3 separate regions of the Mus musculus genome follow, and all the other regions are linked to region 1. A link is a contact called in public promoter capture Hi-C data. All regions are on one chromosome and are shown on one strand. Each heading gives the region's core, a stretch centred on a gene start, on an enhancer-like site or on the middle of the called end of the contact. The rest is flanking DNA. Distances are from core to core; before and after follow the strand shown.

Region 1 (4,597 bases), core at 608-3,107:
TGGAGGCACTAATGTTACAGAACCAGCTCGCAGCAGAAGCTCTGGACACCAAACCTTGGGTGAAGTCCTTTAGCTGGCACTGTCCCTCACTGGTGCTGAGAATTAACTACTGTTTATAAAGCTCTGAGTGGAGAGGGGATGGAGTTCGTGCCTCGTCCCTCCTGATCCCTGCCTTATGTGTTTGCTGATTTTAGTGTCCGTGTAAAACATTGAATGAGCACAGGTGCTTTCCTCCGTTCTCGGAGGCCTAGTAAGTCACAAACTCCATGGCTGTCTCGGGATCCCTTAATGAAATGCCAACTGAGGTAGAAATCTATCTGTTAAAACCTTAAGAAAACATAAGAGTAGTCTGTACACTGAAAAACCCTGGTCTTCTCCACAAAGTTTCCTAACGAAATTAATGTTGTAGTCTTACTGCAACCTCCACGAGTCAATCATGGCTCCACAACTGTCATCCCCAGTGGTCATGAACACCCTGCAAGTTAGCTGTACAGTGTGACCTGAAGCTTGGGTTTGAATTCTCACACTGGAAGGAGAACAAATCTCTCCACATGTAGAAAACATAGGCTACTAATATCCATATGGGAGATGCTGTGAAGATTAAACAGACAGTGAGTGGAAAGCACGCAGCAGAGCACTGGGTACAAAACCAGAGCCCAACACAACAGCTATTAACACACCATCATCACAGCTGTGCTTCTGGACGTTCATAGTGTCATCTTAATGCATAGTCCTACCTGGATATCAGTAGCTGGGTTCCAATCGATATCATAGAGAATTAAGTGAGATCCTCCAATGAGATTAAGTCCCACACCACCAGCTTTTGAACTTAATAAAAAAATAAAATCAGTAGAGTATTTACTATTGAAACTATCAACAATGTGCTGCCTTTGAGAGACTGGTGTTTGGCCATCAAGTCTTGCACAAGCATATCCATGACGCTTACATACTTCTTCTAGAACATTCAAGGTTTGTCTGTAGTTGGATACCAAAATCACTCTGTCAACCAAAAACAAAACGTCATTACATTATGTTTTAAAGCAGTAGCCTGGATTGTTTTCTATGTGAAGGACAATAGTAACCCTGATATCACAGTGGCAGCATTGAACAACTAACCACAGGGACTCCTCCCTTCTCCTTTGAAGTCCTTATCTAAACTTCCAGTCTTAAGATGCTAGAACAAAGACCTTGCCTCCCTCATCTCTGATGTCACCCTAAAAAGGAGCACAGTAAACAAAATACAAGAAAAAAAATTTCAAACTCTATCAAATAAACAAGGAAATGTTTATATGCAAAAGTAAAAGGAGAAAAGTAAGACAGGGGCTGGCTGCCTTAAAAGAGCAGCAGGAAAAGAAATAGACACAGAATGGGCTCCAGCAGCAATCAACACAGAGTGTTCACACCTCACAGCCTTTTCAGTGTTAATCGTGTGTGTGTGTGTGTGTGTGTGTGTGTGTGTGTGTGTGTGTGTGTGTGTGTACATACACACATGTTGAGTACAGGTCCCCACAGGGGCCAGAAGAGGATGTCAGATTCCCCTGCAGGGACCCGGTATGGGTTCTGGAAACCAAACTCAGGTCCTCTGGAAAGGAGTATGTTCTCAACCGCAGAGCAATCTCACCAGCCCAAACACTGTAAAATCTCACTGAGGCTCCTCAGAAGCAAAGACTGTAGAGCATCAGTACACAGAAGCCCAGGTCTCACCTCCATGTGACTAGAGGACTTGCAAAAATTGATTCTTTGGAGAAAGTAAAGCAAAGGCCCTAAGTCCCCGAGAGACTGTGGAGGCAGGGCAGGGACAGACGGCAGCAGAATGGCTAGACGCTGGCTTACTTCTCAGTGGGACGAAGTTCATGGATCACTGCCAGGAGCTTGACTAACACCTGTAGTTTTCCTGACTCTTCCTCAGAGAACTGCAGAGGGTTGTAGCCAGCAGGGAACACAGACAGCAAGCCTTGGCATAGATTTCTTTCTTCATTTTCCTCACAACTTGAGCTAAATTCTTTGCCCTGTTCAAATATGAGTTAATATGCGTTCACATTTACTGTTTTAATAAGTAAGGAGCAAAACTTACAGGGGATTTACTTCCAAGCCAACTGTGAAGGAAATCTTTGTAGGTCACAATTACCACTTTTCAAGCAGTCCCATGCTCCCTGCACAGTTCATAGGCCTTTCCAAAGCCCTGTCACTCCCCTATCAATATCCTCACTTCCTGTCACTCCCCTATCACTCCCTATCAATACCCTAACTCCCTGGCACTCCCCTATCAATACCCTCACTCCCTGTCACTCCCTATCAATACCCTCACTCCCTGTCACTCCCTATCAATACCCTCACTCCCTGGCACTTCCTATCAATACCCTCACTCCCTGGCATCCTCATCAATACTCTCTCTCCTTTTCACTGTCTCCTCTCCTACTACTTTTTCTCTTGATTTGTAAGTGGCTCATTACATTTTCCAGATGACAAACCAAAACTAGACAAGTTGCCTGAGTCATAAGTCATATCAGTTTCTTCATAAGAAGTAATGATGTCATCAAAAGGCTACTAGAGAAATCTTATAACACAGTGTGCTTATATAACTAGAATTTGTGGTGGAGGGATATGCTGGATATTGAACCCAGGGTCCCCATTTTAACTCCAATTACTTTTATTCCAAAATGATTATAGGCACCTCTGAAATTCTTTCTTTAAAATGCCTAGTTGACATAGAAATAGATGAATTTAGAGTGACCCTGATGACAACCCCTGTTGGGGTAAATGGTCAGGACTGGCGAGTCTCTCTCCTCTCCCAAGTTGAAGGATCCTCTCCTTTTCTGGAACTTTGTTAACCTACAGCACTGCCTGCCTGAAAGACTTCTTCCTTTTCTGCTGTTATCTCAGGTCGAAAAAGAACTGGGGGCCTGATGCAAAAATCATCGACTCATTCAGAGCCCTTTCCTCTTTCAGAGTCTCACCCTAGACACCAGGCTGGCCTGCAGCTCTCTATGAAGTCTAAACTGGCCTTGAACTCAGAGATCACCTGTCTCTGCTTCTTGAGTGCTGAAATTAAAGGCATGAGCCAACACTACTGGACAGGTTTGTTTTGGTTTGGTTTTTATGCACACTATATTCATCTTTGACCTTATTTACCTGAGCAGCTAACTACATTTTAAACTCCCCTTATATTCCTTTTTTAGTAGTACTGGACAAACCTTTCTGGGTACATATTTAATTGTAATTTGGCTTTCAACAAGGAAAAAACAATGCCTAGGTAAAGTCACTTGATTAAATATCTGTAGAACTTCATGCCCAAAGGGTTTAATTGTTACCACTGTATATAGAACCTGTTTCTTTAAAAGTTGCTTAATAAATTGTTATAATCCAGCTTTCTGTAGTTACACAAAGCTCACTCCCATAATAAACTAAGTAAATAGGATCCACTATAGGATAAACTTGGAGAACTTTGTCCCAACACTCTATTATAATTAATGATCTCATATATAAGTTAGCACCCACAGCTTTTGTTTGGGAAGGTTATTTGTGAGCATATTTTGGTTTTACTGTCTAAATAATTGAATACAAGTTTTCCATGATGAGCAGGGAAATATCATTAACGGTTACTGTGCAATTTCTTTAACTAGGCATGGAAGAATTACTAGGTTCTTCCCATCATTTCTTGTTAAACAACGATGTCATTGTTAGCTCTGCATTCCAGACAAGACAACCAATGCTTATAGATACAGCTTAAGTACAAACTTTGCCAAAAGTTAAAGCATTAGACCTGGGAACTGTTGTGCACACCTACAATCCTAGCTGCTGGCAAGTCAGGAAAGTAGAATCGGAACCCAGGGTCAGGCTCAGCTGCATATGGACATCACGGCCAAGCTGAGCTGCAGGAGACGCTCTCAGAAGAACAACAGGTCCAATTTAAGGAGCTGATAGCAGTTCTAATCTCAAAACTCCTTACCATGCCACAGACTGCTTTATGATATTAAATATGCAAACAGCTGACTCAACTATGTCATCATTCAAACTCACACCTATAGACAGAATATAATTTGGGAAATGTTCAAGAAAAAGGCTACACATAAATATCTCTGAATCCCTATTTTGTTTGTTTGATCCCCCCAACCCTCCCGCCTTTCTGAGTTTCTCAGTTTAGCCCAGGCTGTCTTGGAACTTATTCTATAGACCAGGCTGGCCTAAAATTCAGAGTCTTGCCTGCCTCTGCCTCTGCCTCTACCTCCCGAGTATTGAGATTAAAGTCGTGTACCACAAAACTAGGAACAGAAGCTAAGCACAGTGGAAGGTACTTCCTGTCCTGGTTATTCTGAAGTCTGAAGCGGGGGATTCGTTAAAGAACCCAGTAAGATAATACTAACCTACACAAAACAGCAAGACCCTCTCTTAACAAAAATAGATGACAGTAATAGTACTTATTCCAGATACTTGCATAAAGAATAAAACCAGAAAAGCACTTTATTTTTGGTATACAGAAAATACTTAATAACTATTAGCTAGTACTATTAATAATATACCAAAATGTGGTTCTGCCAGTTGGAGACTGTATAATGATTTTTATTTTTATTTTTGTTTCTGTTCTGCAACAGAATCT
Region 2 (4,597 bases), core at 1,215-3,714, 450 kb before region 1:
GATATTCTTCAGATCCATCTATTTGCCTAAGAATTTCATAAATTCATTGTTTTTAATAGCTGAGTAGTACTCCATTGTGTAATTGTACCACATTTTCTGTATCCATTCCTTTGTTGAGGGACAACAGGGTTCTTTCCAGCTTCTGGCTATTATAAATAAGGCTGCTATGAACATAGCGGAGGAGCATGTGTCCTTATTACAAGTTGGAATATCTTCTGCGTATATGCCCAGGAGCGGTATTGCTGGTAGTACTATGTCAAATTTTCTGAGGAACTGCCAAACTGATTTCCAGAGTGGTTGTACAAGCTTACAATCCCACCAGCAATGGAGGAGTGTTCCTCTTTCTCTACATCCTTGCCACCATCTGCTGTCACCTGAATTTTTGATCTTAGCCATTCTGACTGCTATGAGGTGGAATCTCAAGGTTGTTTTGCTTTGCATTTCCCTGACGATTAAGGGTGTGTAGTTTTAAAAACACACTACCACCTTTGCCCATGAGCTGCTGTGCTACCAGCCCCTCCCAGCTCCCTGGCTCCCTTTTGTTCCACCTGGCTTAGCTCTAGGATGGCCGTTGCCAAGCCTAACCTAGCCTCTCTTCTCTACCTGCCTCCGGGTCCAGGGTCTCACCACCAGCTTCCACTCAAGATCCTTGAGTCCACAGATAAAAGACACATAGATAGCTCTGTTACTTTACAATTTGCCCACTAGGCACAATTACTGGGTGCAAATATCTCCTGCCTGGAAATACATGCCCTTACCGTTTTAGTATCTCTGTCTCTCCAGTAGTGGCTTGCTCCAAGTAGCCCTGCCAAGCATCTTTAGCCACCCGCATGTAGCAGAGGCCACAGGTCCTAGGTGTCCTTGAGGCCTTACATGATTGCAGCATCTTCTTTACTCTAAAGCATGGCAGAAAAGCCCCTTCTCTCCTTCTCCACCTCTTCTTTTCTTCTTGGAACCCAGATGTCCCTCCTGTACGTTTTGCCCAACAATTGGCTCCCGGCCTTCTTTATTGACAAATCAAGACCCAATTACGGAACTAGACCTTAGAATCAGAACCTCCCCTTACACATCCCTATCTCCAAACTTTCCTTTCTCCTTCCTGTCATGACTTTCTTTCACTTTGACATTACAGTATGGTACAAAAGAATATTATGAGCCATTTAACATTTGTAAGATCCTTGGTAGTATATAAAAACATTTTAACATCTTGTATATGCATACACAGAGAACAAAACCACAGTGAACAGTGCCTTCATGAGAAATTCATTGGAAGAAACATTTTTATTATTGATTAATATTGGACAGTTGTGCCAGAGATTATTTTTGTTTATATCCTATAATTTCCAAGTTTTCTACCATGAACATGAATTTTATGATCAGACATGACTTATAGGGTGTTTTGTCATCTTTTTATAACAATGTGGACTACAAGAAGGGAGACTCTGGCGATGTGCTCATCATTCTCTCAATGATGTCCCATTCAATTCGTGAAACAATTGTGTGAGGAACTTGGTGTCTGTGCATCCATGGGACTCAGTAATATTAGGTTATTTCCAAAACAGTTGCATCAGGTAATTAGGTGTAAAGCCATAATTACTGCAGTCTAACTGACCGTTATGCACAAAAGTAGTTCATAGCTCAGTAACGACACTAGCTATATAGGCAAAGAATGGCAGAGTCTATGATACTCAAGGCTTACAGTGAACAGAAGTTGGATGGAACATAGTAAGCAAGGAATTTATGAAGAACCCACACTTGTAGTGTTGGGAAGCTAGGAGGGCCTAACACATACATGGTAAGGAACTGTACTGGGTTGGTATGAACACATGAGTATAGACTGGTAGGGAACAGTCAGAGATGAGCTTAGCCCTCATGAAGGGAGCCAGTCATATGCATGATTATACAAAACATGATTATACAGGAAAAACAAACAAACAAGAAAAAAACCTGTTCTTCACCCCAAAGGACAACACTGGTTTTAAGCCTCTTCTTTGATATGTACTTAGTGTTGGAAGTGAAAGCCAATCTCCTCATGTAGATTAAAAACAGAAAAATTCTTTACTGGTTGCCTTTTTTTTCTTTCTTTTTTTGAGTAGTACTTTTAGAAATTTATATTTTGGAAATCTCTTGAAAGTACATGCAAATAATATAAAGACACTTTATAAAATTAAGAAAAGACATGTTTAACATGCTTTCTAATTTTGATTTGTGGTGTGTTTATTTTTATTTTACTTCCTAGTGTGAAATCTCTCTCTCTAAACTCCTGGTTGACTTCAGCAGCCCTGTATTTTATGATGTTTACCTCGAATACACTGATGAAGAGCAGCACCGTTACCTTTGGCCTATCCCAGTGTTAAACCTAAATCTTCAACACAACAAACTGTTTGTGAACCAAGGTAAGACATTCGCCCCTGCTTTCTCAGAGCTGAATCAATAACGGAAACCAATATGATCATTTCAGGAAACCGGGGGTGATGTGCAACTTTATACACATGAGCCAAGGTACAAGGTACATCAAGCTATCTCTGTAGCTTTAGGACATTTATTAATTTGATTTTTCAGTACTTTAAGACATCATACCCTTGCTGAGAGTATATCCCTAGGAAAATAAGTAGAATTATGAATTGAAACTTTTTTCTTTTTCCTGTTTCTGACCCTCTTTTGGGACAAACTAATTTCTTTTGTTGTTACCCATGCTATAAAATGTGACCTAGGCAGGGAGCAGAGATGGCTGACAATTTCCTACAGGAGTAGCCCTTAGTGCTCATCTCACATAAAACAAAGGTCTAGGTTTTAATATTGATTTCTTAACTAAGTGTTGTGAGTGCCATCATAAGCATTTTGAAGGTAGCTTTCCTAATGTCACTCTTTCCTTTTTTTCTTTTTTTCTTTTTTTTTTTAATAATGAAAGACAGTAGCTCCAGCAAGTGGCTTCTGACTCGGCGCATTTTCTTAGTGGATGCAGTAAGTGGGCGAGAAAATGACCTAGGAAATCAGCCAAGAGTAATTCGAGTTGCTACCCAGATTTCACTGAGGTAAAAAACTACCTAATGACTAAGTAGAATTGGGAGTATGTGAGGAAGGTATTTACTAGTTGTTATCAGACTGAAGCAATAGGTAGAACCGAGCTGAAGCAACACCTAAGCTTTCCTGTAAGATGAGTAGATTGGCAGAGTCCAATAAAGGTTAAGGGCTAAAGCAGAAAACTGATAGCAGCCACTCTCAGGAGTTTGTGCAGATTCATGTTGTTGGCTTCTCTATTGCTAGGGAATTACAGTAGGCTGAGAGAGGACGGGAGGGAATATCAGTGGCTGCCATGGTACTGTAGTAAGAGCTTAGGAAAGAGTGTGCTCAGCCTCTCTAACCCCGTTTCCTTCCGTGGCTCTCTGTCTAAAATCTTGAGTCTAGATTGACCCAGGTTAGCCAGCATCCCCCTCATTCTAAATACCCCACCTTAGCATGCCACCATGCAGCCTGTGTTCTCTTTTCCATGTAATAGTAAGATCTTGATTGAACCCCCACTCCACCATGTTGTAATGTATGCTGTGAACACATTAACTTTACACGGGAAGCACTTCATGTGCTCATCATTTTCTCGCTGTTCGTTTGGTCTCATGGCAGTTGTATGAGTTGGGCACTGTGGGAGCTTTCCCGTACTTCATGTTAACACCCATGTGCACTGTGCTTCACCATGGGCTCAGTCTGCCAGAGTAGAATTCCTAATAAAGATGAAATCAAACCTAATCAGGGTAGGCTTGTCCTTGGTGAGGCCATGCTGGCATTTTTCTTTTTGGGCTCACTAACTCTATGGTACTAATACTCTGTAGTTGCCAAGTTATACTGAAACAAAACTAAATGTAACATGTGTTTTGGTAAAAATTCATCTTTCTTATCTGAAAATCCACACTTTATCTGCTTTTGTTTAGGTGTCATGTAGTATAGCTCTTTCTGATGTTCCTGAAGTGTGTTTCATAGTGCTTCTGTTATTTCATATGTACATCTCAGAGCCTAGATCTTGTCTCCTGGGGTATACTTTAGTATTAAAGTTTTTAACCAATGAGAATGAACTATGGTTTAACTCTTAGCTTATACAGAGCCTCCTCTAGTCCTTACTAAAACATGAAGACAGTCTATACAAATTAAAAAGAAATGATATATGCCTAAAATGTTAAATATATTTACAAGTTTGAGTATATTTTCTTTTAACAGCATACGCCTTGTACCCAACACAAAAAATGGAAACATATACACTCCCCTACTTACCATTGCCTACAGTGACATTGACATCAAAAATGCTCATAGCCAGTCTGCGAAGGTGAGTTCTTCATTATTCAGTGCCCTTGTATTTATAAATACTACTTAAATGTTGTTGTAGCTTATCCTGGTCAAAAGGTAATATTTTTTAAAGTTTTAAACAAATCCCTTTGCTTATATATTCAAATCTTAATTATTGGTGTCTAATAAAAGAGAGAAGCTGAGCTCTTAAGGATGTTGAATATTAAAAAACAATAGTGAATGACATTTTTTTTTATTAGTAGTATATGTGTAGTGGGGGAGGGGCGGCAAGTGATGGCAGGCTCCCATGCAGACCAGAGCC
Region 3 (4,597 bases), core at 917-3,416, 400 kb before region 1:
ACACATAATGGATATCCAGACAAATATCAGTGCTCCTCAGCACAAGAAAAATGCAACATTCTATACACCCCCCTCCCTCCTTCATCCAGAAGTGCAGGCTACTTGGCACTTTGCCTCACAGAACAATCATGTGGGTTAGTTAAATGAAGGCTGGCCACATGAGGTCTGTCATATCCAGGTCTCTGTGACTTCCCCATGAAAGACACAATCACCTGGTTTTTTGCTGTTATTTGCTTGAAGCAATGGGAATGTTTAACATGAAGAGTGCTTCAATCTGTTTATGAAGGTCTGCCCTATACTTCCTGTGCTCTGTCTGTCTCTCAGGTGTGCTGATTTCCCCTCATAGTCTCTGGTATCAATTGCTCATGAAGGAAACTACTCTGTGTTCTTTTCAGTGTCCTGTCATCCTGTCCAAGTCAACATTCTGGAAGGACAACCTCCTTGGGATGCCTCCCCCACCCCATCCCTCAGACTGTTGGCTCTGCTGCCTTAGTTTTGGCTGTTGTTGCCATGAAAATCTCACCCCCCTCTCTCCTCCTGCCTGCTCCTCCTCTGTGAGGAGTTGCTGTGAGTTTGGAGTTGTCAAGACTTTCCCTCTCTCTAAGGCCTTACTCAGATGCTCTGGTTTCCCTTAGCTCTTCACTTTTTACTCCAGCTTTTTCTACCATCCCTAGCCCCCTTCTCACAATGTCACCCCCAATGTCACCTCTAAGACCCCTTTGCCACTGATGTCATGTCTATACTCCAGACTGACTTCTGTTGTCACGAAGTTTCCCTAAAGTGCTCTCTGGGTCAGCACTCTTGAGACGAGGAAGTGCCCTGCTTCCCTGTTGGCACACTCTGCTGCATATACACATGTCACTGACAGCAACAACAGCTGCTCCTGTGACTGAGCCGTCATGAGTCAGGCCTGGGACAAACACTGTATTCATCGAATATCACAGCTTCTCACAACATTGCTACAGAGTGGGTATTAAGCTCTCTGTACAGATGAGGGAACAATGGGAGCATGTGTTTTAATGGCTCATCCAAGATTTCCAGTTAGAATAAGGCAGAGGTTTGACTACACTTCTCCTGATGCAAGTGTTAAGGCTACGCTGCTTTCCAAAGGCGTGAGCTTCCAGTTCTTGGTCTAACGTTCATGGAATCTTCTGTTCTAAACTAACTGATTGGTGTTCTGTAGTAGGTGCCGTCTACTTCGGAAGGGCCAATCTCTGCCCCTCACATAGCCCATGCTAACCCTGTCCTCTCCACCTTTTCCTCAGCGGAGTCTCACCCTAGGAATGTGTTTGCCCTTAACTGCTGTTGATATAAAAATCACTGATTCTTAGAGGTCCTGAGAACGTTCAACCTCCAACACAGATTGCTCTCCAACCAGTGGGTGAGTATCCCCATTTTTATTTATGGTCACTGGGCTGGAGAGCAGGCTTAGTGGCCAAGAGCACTACTGCTCTTACAGTGGACTTCTGTTTAGTTCCCAGCCCCCACATCTTACAACCATCTACAACTCCAGTTCCAGAGGGAATCTGATGCCCTCTTCTGGCCTCCATGGGTACTGCACATACACATGGAGACCAAACATTTGTTGATATAAAATTAAAATAACCTTTACAAACTTTTTTTTTAATTTACCATCAGTATTCTGTAACTTAGTTTAATCTCTCCAGTTGGACATGAAATTGGAGCAGGTAGAAAAGATTATGTAATTGCTCTACAGATCCACAGAACTGTTAGGATTCTAATCTGGGATCTGGAGCTGTGGGACCAGAGATGCTATTTGTCCTGCCTGAAACTGAGTTTACTCCTCTGTAAAAGATAAGAGTCCTTGTTTGGCAAAGTTGTTACACCTATTTTATGAGATAAAGACTCAGAAAGCTCTTTCTGGGACCAGCCCTGTGCTTCCTAAGTGCCCGTGAGTTTCCCTTCCTGTTTGAGGGTTGGGCTATGACTCAGACTTTAAGAACTATAATAAGGATGTAGCATGTGTTTTCAGTTGTATAACAGGGTATTGAGTTACATTGAAAAAAGTAGGAGAAAAATATCCCGTGTGCAGAACCCATTTATCACTTTGGTAGAGAGAGTAGATTTGTGAAGTATCTGAGCTGAGAGTGCTTGGGAGAGAATAGACTCAAGCAGACATGTGCGCATGCGTCCTCCTGGAAGCCCGGAGCTGGAAGCCAAACGAGCATCTGCTGGTGGATGACGGATAAACAAACTGTGGAGTGTGCAAACAGCAGACTCCTTCAGCCTCCAACAGACAAGAGACCACAGTATATAATGCATACATGGACAAATGTTGAAGACGTATGTCTCATGCACAGAGTCACTGACAAAAGGATAAGCGATGTATATATAACACCCCTGGGCGCCTCGGGTAGTTAGATACACAGAAAGGGAAAGGAGAAAGATGACTTCCAGGCATCAGGGAGGAGAGCGACGGGAAGTCACTGTTTAATGGGAGCCAAGTTTATTTGGGGTTAAAAGATGATTCCAACTGCACCTCGCTGTGAGTGTTTAACGCTCGTGACCTGTGCACCCACGTCAGCAGCAGGATAACATTTTATGCTATGCATATTTTGTCCTAATGAGCAGAAATCTTGAAAAGAAGAAAGAGGCAAAGAGAATGGGACTCTTCCAGATTTCCACTCAGAGGCAAGAATGCACCTCCATTCCCATCCCCAACCCCCCAGTAAACAGATTCCTGGGGACTCAAAGGACACACTATAGCTGTGTTTGTCATTGCTTCATCAGTCTGGCTAGTTCAAAGTACAGGTGACACAGGAAACAAAAACCCAACTGCCTTATGCTCGTAAGCAGATTTACTGGCTGACGTAACTAAAAGAGACTGTGACTTCCAAACTTTAACAAGTATTGGAGTCTTTTACTCAGTTCATAGGAACACAGGTGGCTGGAGCCTGCTCCCGAGTTTCTAGTAAGGCAAGATTGGGGTGGGGCCTGAGAATTTGTCTCTAGCTGCTGCTGCATTGCTGGATTGCACTGAGAACCACATTTCTCGCACACTCAGACACCTTCTATGTCCTCAGGGCTCAGACACTGGTGCCCTCCACACTCTGATGCTTCCTTCAACCTGTCAATCCGTACTTGTCTTCAGGTAGATCTTCCCCATGATCATGATGTCTACCCTGAGAGGAGTCTCTTTCATGCATGGTGTGTGGTTAGCAAGCCAAATGCCAGCATTTCGAGAGCAATACTAACTGGATCTCTTTTGAGTGGATTTCTCTCACAATCCCATCACACTGGCTGGGTGTGGGTTGTATGGATTGGTTAGTAGGTACTGCTAAGGCTGTGGTGGCTCCAGCTTCCTTGGAATCAATTATGTAACTCCCAAGAGGAAGTGAGAAAAGGAAGCATGTCAAGGAACAGTCTTTTCCAGAAGAAAGGATGTCTGAGATAGGGAGAGAATACACCACAATGCATGCTGGGGTGGGGGGTGTCAAACGACCCTTAAGCCAGTGAACAGGGCTGGCATATAGTTCAAGGTTTAAAAATGTTTGTGGTACATCTTACTTTTGCTTCTTATTGCTGAGGTACAATATCCTAACAAAAGCAACTTAAAGGAGAAAGGGTTTAGTTCTTTCATGATTCCAATACAGTCCATCATTGTGGGGAAGTCAAGAGGCTAGGCATGCAGCATCCACAGACAAGAGAGTTAATGAGTGCCCGCTAGTGCTCAGAACGCCCCTTCCTGTTCATCTGGTGCCCCGCCCACCATGTGAAATGGCTCCATTCAGACTTTGTATGTCCACAGGTCAACCTAATCTAGCTGCTTCCACACTGAGATTTCCCTTCCTGAGATTTCCCTTCCTGGTGATTTTACATTGTGTCAAGCTGACCATCAAAACTACTCACTGGTGACCTGAGTTTGAACCTTGGAATTCATGGCAGGCAAGAACCAATGTCAGGAATGTCGTCCTTTGACCTACACTCACAATCTGTGGCAAACACACCCAACCCCTAACCCCTGCCCTGACACACACACACACATCATACACCCACACGATAAAAGTATTATTTAAACCCAGTGAACTCCAAGTAATTATAATCACAGGAGTGCCGTGGTTGGCATCGGGATGACCTCTCAGGCAGATGTAAAGGATGGACAGTTCCATGTACAGTGTTGTGGGAAGAGATGGCTCTGAGTGAGCCTCCTCCTCGCTTGCTGCCCTTTGGAAATAGTAAATCGGCCGGATGTTCCACACCCTCCACTAGGCTCTACCTCTTCTCCTTCCTCTTTCCCAAGCACCTCATCTAATATGCTACATTCTTTTGTTTCAAAAAAGGATTTATTTATTATGTAATGTTTATTATATAATAATATATAATATATAGATTTAGTATATAGATTTATTAATTTATTATTATGAATATGTGTACACACACACACACACACACACACATTCTAATCTAGCTCTCTCTTTCTACAAAGTGGCTAATAGTCAACAATGGGAATTCTACCACGCTGCTTTTTTCTAAGCCTAGAGTCTTCCCACAGGCCTGATTCCTAAACATCACAGTTAGATACAGCTATCCTTTTTTACTAACTACCTACAATGGAGATTACATTCAACTGAGTTTC

Evidence for each region. Promoter capture Hi-C pulls out the DNA fragments that hold promoters and counts their contacts.
Region 2: a promoter capture Hi-C map of liver shows a contact between it and region 1. The contact joins two enhancer-like sites. A contact is called at or near these places in 9 of 39 promoter capture datasets (the C10 cell line, the HPC-7 cell line, cranial neural crest and 6 more), 1 of 15 datasets of contacts at CTCF or cohesin (CD8 T cells), 1 of 484 Hi-C or Micro-C datasets (cortical neurons), 1 of 115 datasets of contacts at active chromatin or transcription factors (fibro-adipogenic progenitors) and 1 of 9 other capture datasets (embryonic stem cells).
Region 3: a promoter capture Hi-C map of liver shows a contact between it and region 1, with 3 times the contacts expected there. The contact joins two enhancer-like sites. A contact is called at or near these places in 11 of 39 promoter capture datasets (the C10 cell line, the HPC-7 cell line, cranial neural crest and 7 more), 2 of 15 datasets of contacts at CTCF or cohesin (large pre-B cells and pro-B cells), 21 of 484 Hi-C or Micro-C datasets (B cells, LSK cells, the Patski cell line and 12 more), 4 of 115 datasets of contacts at active chromatin or transcription factors (embryonic stem cells, heart atrium, microglia and 1 more) and 3 of 9 other capture datasets (adipose tissue, embryonic stem cells and liver).

Annotation. Positions count from the first base shown.
Region 1 is chr4:11,606,706-11,611,302 of GRCm38.p6, reverse strand. Rad54b (RAD54 homolog B (S. cerevisiae)) reads right to left here. Exons shown (of 15, transcript NM_001039556.3): 11 at 1,834-2,009; 12 at 738-999. It overlaps Gm11832 (predicted gene 11832), which reads left to right. Exons shown (of 3, transcript NR_166636.1): 3 at 1-165. Among named protein-coding and RNA genes, the nearest start is that of Gm11832, 6.0 kb to the left of the region's middle. Within about 2 kb of position 1,857, at least 33 of the 459 cell types and tissues checked have an H3K27ac peak or open chromatin away from gene starts, as enhancers often do. A contact at or near this core is called in liver, where this site is marked.
Region 2 is chr4:12,061,473-12,066,069 of GRCm38.p6, reverse strand. It overlaps Tmem67 (transmembrane protein 67), which reads left to right. Exons shown (of 28, transcript NM_177861.5): 12 at 2,240-2,396; 13 at 2,912-3,035; 14 at 4,210-4,315. It overlaps Gm52723 (a long non-coding RNA gene), which reads right to left. Exons shown (of 4, transcript XR_003955369.1): 4 at 4,309-4,597. Among named protein-coding and RNA genes, the nearest start is that of Gm52723, 16 kb to the right of the region's middle. Within about 2 kb of position 2,464, at least 1 of the 459 cell types and tissues checked has an H3K27ac peak or open chromatin away from gene starts, as enhancers often do. A contact at or near this core is called in liver, where this site is marked.
Region 3 is chr4:12,005,635-12,010,231 of GRCm38.p6, reverse strand. It overlaps Gm42255 (a long non-coding RNA gene), which reads right to left. Exons shown (of 3, transcript XR_881131.3): 3 at 4,447-4,597. Among named protein-coding and RNA genes, the nearest start is that of Gm42255, 5.4 kb to the right of the region's middle. Within about 2 kb of position 2,166, at least 151 of the 459 cell types and tissues checked have an H3K27ac peak or open chromatin away from gene starts, as enhancers often do. A contact at or near this core is called in liver, where this site is marked.